Linked DNA regions of Triticum aestivum: region 1 is linked to region 2. Evidence: chromatin contacts called from public HiCAR-type data. All regions are on one chromosome and are shown on one strand. Each heading gives the region's core, a stretch centred on a gene start, on an enhancer-like site or on the middle of the called end of the contact. The rest is flanking DNA. Distances are from core to core; before and after follow the strand shown.

Evidence for each region. HiCAR-type assays count read pairs that join an accessible place to other places.
Region 1: a contact with region 2 is called in a HiCAR-type map of leaf, with 6 times the contacts expected there. The contact joins the promoter of LOC123049772 here to the promoter of LOC123054237 in region 2. A contact is called at or near these places in 3 of 5 Hi-C or Micro-C datasets (leaf and an unstated tissue) and 1 of 1 datasets of contacts at active chromatin or transcription factors (leaf).

Annotation. Positions count from the first base shown.
Region 1 is chr2D:527,074,146-527,076,845 of IWGSC CS RefSeq v2.1, forward strand. It overlaps LOC123049772 (zinc finger protein ZAT1-like), which reads right to left and starts at 1,320. Exons shown (of 1, transcript XM_044472648.1): 1 at 1-1,320. The coding sequence starts at 992. The coding sequence ends at 69.
Region 2 is chr2D:526,722,794-526,725,564 of IWGSC CS RefSeq v2.1, forward strand. LOC123054237 (DNA damage-binding protein cmr1) reads right to left here and starts at 1,342. Exons shown (of 5, transcript XM_044477958.1): 1 at 1,127-1,342; 2 at 372-1,016. The coding sequence starts at 1,007.

The DNA.
Region 1 (2,700 bases), core at 70-2,569, 350 kb after region 2:
ACTGGAATCAACCAACTGACCGACCGAAAGGAAAAGCACGCCGGATTGCTTGCTTGCTCTGCTTGCTTTCAGTGGCCTGGCCTTGCCGCGAGGAAGGGATCTGACACGGCGGAGACCTCCAGGTCCTCGAAGGGCGCCGGGAGGTTCAGATCAATGAGGCCCAGGCTTTTCATCGCGGCGGCGGGATGATCGGCCACGGCGGCGGCGCCTGGGCAGAGCTGGGACCGCTTGTGGCCGCCGAGGGCCTGCCCTGACGCGAACACGCGGGAGCAGCAGGGGCACTCGTGCGGATGAGGCTTCGTGCCCTCCTCGCATTCCGGCAATGGCTGCAGGTGGGTGGAAGCGGGAGGCGGCGGCGGCGGCGGGTTCAGCGGGGGCGCGCAGCAGCCGCCCCTGCCGCCGCGGACGTGGCTGGCGCGGTGCCCGCCCAGCGCCTGGTACGATCGGAACACCTTCTTGCACGCCGGGCACTGGAACCGCGTCCGCTTCTGCTCGGCCGCAGCCGGTGGCGCGGGCGCGGCCTCTCCGCCGCCGTCGCTTCCGTCGTCGGAGTCGGCGACGCGGTAGGAGGACGGCGTCCACGCCGCCACCGCGGGCCAGGAGTCGCGGGAGAGCATCATGAGGGACAGCGCGACGTCCTCCTCCGGCGTGGCGGCGTCGGACACGGAGCTCACCGGCTCGGCGTCGCGCGATCCGCCATGCACGCGCTTGGCGCCCGGCGACTGCGACGGGTACTCCGCCTCGCTCTCGCGATCCGAGAAGTCGGACTCGGCGAGGCGCGCCCTCCGCTTGGGCTTGCCGCGGAGCACGTGGGCCTGGATGGCCATCCTGGCGTCGTCGCCGTCCCCGGCCGCGAGGGAGGTGGAGGCGGAGGAGGCCGATGAGATCTGCTGCGACCGGGCGACCTTGATGGAGTGGGAGCGCATGTGGCCGGCGAGGGCGCGGGGGCTGGCGAAGCGGCGGCAGCAGAGCTTGCATGTGTTCTTGGCCATGGCGAGAGAGGGAGAGCGAGCGAGAGAGAGAGCTCCGCTGGGTCGAGAGATGGCTAAAAATACGAGCTTTCGGGGGAAGGAAAGGAAACGGAGTGTGCGAGAGAGTAGGAGGGCCAGGAGGAGCCGCCTCCGTGGGGGTCGTCTGCGGAAGTTGGAATATCGCGGAACTGCCAAGCTTCCGCCTTTTATTCCATTCTTTTCCTTTTGCCCCCTCTCTTTTCTGGATGGCTCCCCGTATTCTCCACTTATTATGCCATTGGTATTGTTCTGTAGAAATCAATTTTTTTTTGCCGAGTTATTGTTCTGAATTAATGGTAGATCGTAAGTATATTAGCAGTACGAAAGAAATGTACTGAATCTAATGCCCTGCTGGCACAACGCGTTGTGGTCCATGGCGCATTGTTTAGCATGGTTGCATTGCACGGAATTACACTTTTGGTCGCAAGAATCAAGCCATTATTTGTTACCATACTTGAACGATTTTGCATAAGTTGTGCTTGATAACTTTCCATGTGAGATGGTATGTGCCTACCTCCTACTGTCAACGCAAGAATACCGGACGGATATTATTACTCTCTCTATACACTTTGGAAGATGTCTATTAGCATCACCACATGGCTGTCAATTCTCCCTTTTATGGGACTTGCGCAATATGACCAATGCTTTCCTTGTGAGGCCGCCACCCCATATCCCCATCCAAATCAAGGGTGACGCTGCTCCCTTTGCTTCCGTCCTCCACCTTGTAGACTTGCTCTGGTGGTGCAGGCGATCAGTGAGTTGAGTAGGGTAGATAAAGAGCTGGGAATGGGGTGATGGGGACAATGAGTAGTTGACAAGAAGGAGAGCGAACAGCAAAGTGCATGCATTGGCATTGCAAGGTGGAGTGCGGCTCGGGGCATTGGTGATAAGTGGCAAATTAATCGGCGGTGGGGATCTAAATCAGGTGGTAATGGCACGCAAGGGTCACTTACAGTGCACCACAGCTTTCACAACTTTCCCATTAATTAAATTATTACTATGATTACACCGGAGCGGGAGGTGGTTGGAGCCAGAGATCTCGGCGTACGGTTCAGGCGACGATCAGCAAGCAACACGTCCTAGTACTACGGCGCCTACGCTGTCGCCGTATCAAACTCGCTCGAAACCCATGACACGTCCATCAAATCAGTGTTGTCCCGGCCGGTAACTCCTGCCCCCACGTCGAAAGCTGAAGCCACTTTTCGCCCTCTCGTATGGAGCATCGACCGAATCTCCCGTCAATTTCTACCACGGCGGTGCATGTACTTCCCCCTTGTAAAAAGTTACGAAATCCAGCAGCGTGCGGGCGGGAGAGCGGAGCATCTGTGCGCTGTGCGACGAGCGAGAACGACGCGCCCGTCCGTCCGTCCGTCCGTCCGTGCCTGCCAACTAACCGCTTTGGAGATTTCTCTTCTCCGGGTGGCTATTATTACGGGTCGCACACAGCGCGCGCACGATCGATTTTACAAGTATACACGATGATATATTTACCCAACTAAAACACCAGCAGTAGTACCTATCCATCTATCTAATCTATCTACTCATCCTCCAGTCCAAAGTTATGCTGCTGCTGCTGCTACTAACCACCACTACGATCTACTGCTTGATATCATCCGGTCCGGCAGTATTGCTGCTCAAGCCAAGCTAGCGTCGCTGCTTTGCGCTATACTACGTACCTGTCGGGTCGCGC
Region 2 (2,771 bases), core at 92-2,591:
TACATTTCACAGATGTCATCCTAGAAATAATCCAATGACTACTAACAGTGCTAAATATTATCATCCCTACAAACAATTGCCTATACAATAGAAACTTCTAGTGGCTTTATCTACATAGCTTCGAACTTGTTGACATAGTGAGTTTGGTTAACAGGAGACTTGTGAGTTCTTTTAGTGAACTGCGAAGTTATGTGTGTAAAAGATTTATGCACAAGTTAGCAAAGAGAAGTGCAATTTACTCTTACCAAATCCTGTGTTCATACTATCCAGCCACCCAATTTAAGCGAACGCCATACAACTAACTTAAATTCTAAATGTTAAATCAGTAATCAGAAAACCAGTAAAAGAGCAGAAGAACAGGGAGCCATCACCTTCTGTGGCGCGGCAGGGTGCGCCACGATTGCTGGCACAGGGCCCCTGTGAGGCAAATACTCGAACACCCCATCCGCACCGTCGCCATCCTCATCTTCCACCATGCCGTCCACAACCCAGAACCCAACATTCCCCAACTTGTTCCCCGCCGCAACCACGGTCCGGTCGACCAGCGGCAGGACCCGAACCCCAAGTATCCTGTCGGGCACCACCTTCCGAACGTTGGCAGGCGTCAGCACGAGCTCCTTCCCGGCATCGAAATCGTCCGCCCGAACCCTGGCAGGCGGCGCAAGCGAGGCGGACTCGATGATGGAGGACGCGAGCGAGGAGGAGAAGCTGGTGCTGCGCGGCACCGGAGGGGGCCCGGGCGTGGGCTCGGCGTCCGGGGAGTGGGAGGGGGGGAGCTGAGAGAGTCGGAGGGAGCGGCGGAGCTCGCCGGGGCTTGTCTTGGCGGCGGGCTTCTTGCGGGGCTGATTGCTGGGGCGTCCTCGTCCTCGTTTAGACGAGGACTTGATGGCGGCCGAGAGCTCGTCGGCCTTGCGGCGGAGGGAGGCGAGGATGGCCTCGTTGCGGCGGATGTTCTCCTCGCGGAGGCGCTCGTAGTCGGTGAGGCCGGCGGCCTGCCGCGACGCCATTATTCACCCCTGGACAGCGGCGGACCCAGGAACCAAATTTAGCCGGGAGGAACATTTTAGGCCTAAAAAAATTTAGGTACCAGCGCCGAAGGTAGCGCCGCTGCTGCCAAAGCTACGACCTTCTCGACGTCGGGCGGTGGCTCAGCAGGCAGCAGCGGCACGGAGCAGAAGACACCAGCGGGCAGCGCTCGGAATACAGCAGCAGGCGGTGGAGGCGCACGGAGCGGCCGGCGGCGGCGCAACAGTCGCTACTGGCTAGGGCTCGAGTCGGAGTCGGGGGAATGGAAGGGGATCGATTTGGCGAGATAGAAATAGAAGCCGATCGATTCGATCGGTACTTTGTTTTTCCCCTTTTTTTTAGGGTAGCGGCTGCGTGACTGCGTGTGGACTGTGCGGTGATCTAAGTTGGGCCTTAAGTGCAACAGCCGAGTACTGCTAGTGTCCACTTCAGCCCAAGCTGCTAGCGGGGCTCCTGGCCTTGCGCAAGATCTTATTAATCTTCACAGGTTTGGTTAGTGCTTCGGATTGCTTAGAAATTATATCAATCATCAAGAATGGAGAAGATCAATTCTAGTAGGAGAAACTTTACTCATTTAGAATTTTGTTTCGAGCATAGGGAGAACAATTTTGAAGCCCACTCTTTAGCAAAAGGAGTTGCGTCTCTTTCGGTGGGTCGCCATGTGTGGCTAGGGGCCTTACCGGTTGTTGCTTGTATTCCAGATGTTTCAAACTTTGAATAGAGCCCCAAGTTGCCACCAAAAAAAGGTTAAGATCAATGTTGACGCGGCTATGTCCAGAAATGATGGCTATGGAGCTGTTGGAGTAGCGTGCCTTGACCACAACAGCGTCTAACACCAGGTAAATAACTGATTTCGTGGATTGGTAGTACTAGCAGCCCTGCACTTTCCAATGCATCGTTTGAACAAGCGAAAGGCTTAATGTCACGCAGTGCCGTGGGATCATCAGACTAACAGATAACGAAATGAGAATATATTGAAATTCTTAATTCTCTAAACTACAGGATCAAGAAGGCACAGTAAAAGACCTGTACGATCCCATGCCAGATGAATTTCGCAGCCAGCAAAATGATGATCTGACATGTGTAACCACTCACACGCTCAAAGTTAAAATTCAGAAGTTAATCCTCTTTGTAGGCCAACGGATGTCTTTAGCGCACAATCAGATCAGCTGTACCATACAGGAACTAAATCAGATCAGCTGTGTGTAACTGACTCACACTCAACAGTTCAAACACCAAATCCAAAAGTCAATGTCCTTTGTAGGCCAAATAGTATCACCAGCACACTCGTTTAGAAATGTAGAGGTGTACGTTCAGAGTATCAGACTGAAAGTCTACAGAGAATGTTGAAGAATCAGGTGCCTACTGAGATAACAATCCCTATAAGTAGCAGCATTGCCGCGAATAACAAACATCATTGGTATCCACAATGCAGCAGATAGGTGCCCTCATTCCTCTTGCCACCGATCAGTGGGGAAGACTAGTATAGGATCAGCCCTTTAGGTGAGATTGTAGGATCAACCTAAACATTTCATATTTAGATAATCCAAAAAAATTTGAAAAAAAATGTAGAACATACCTGCGGGGTATGTCTACAACTTCAAAAAGAATCAGCTCAAAACTCGATCTACAGTTAGAGATTCAAAAAAGACAAATTTGAGTATGAATAGTGCCAGCTTGGGGTGAATAGTATTTGACACTATTCACATCAGATTTTGTCTTTTTTGGTCCTCTAAGTGTAGTTC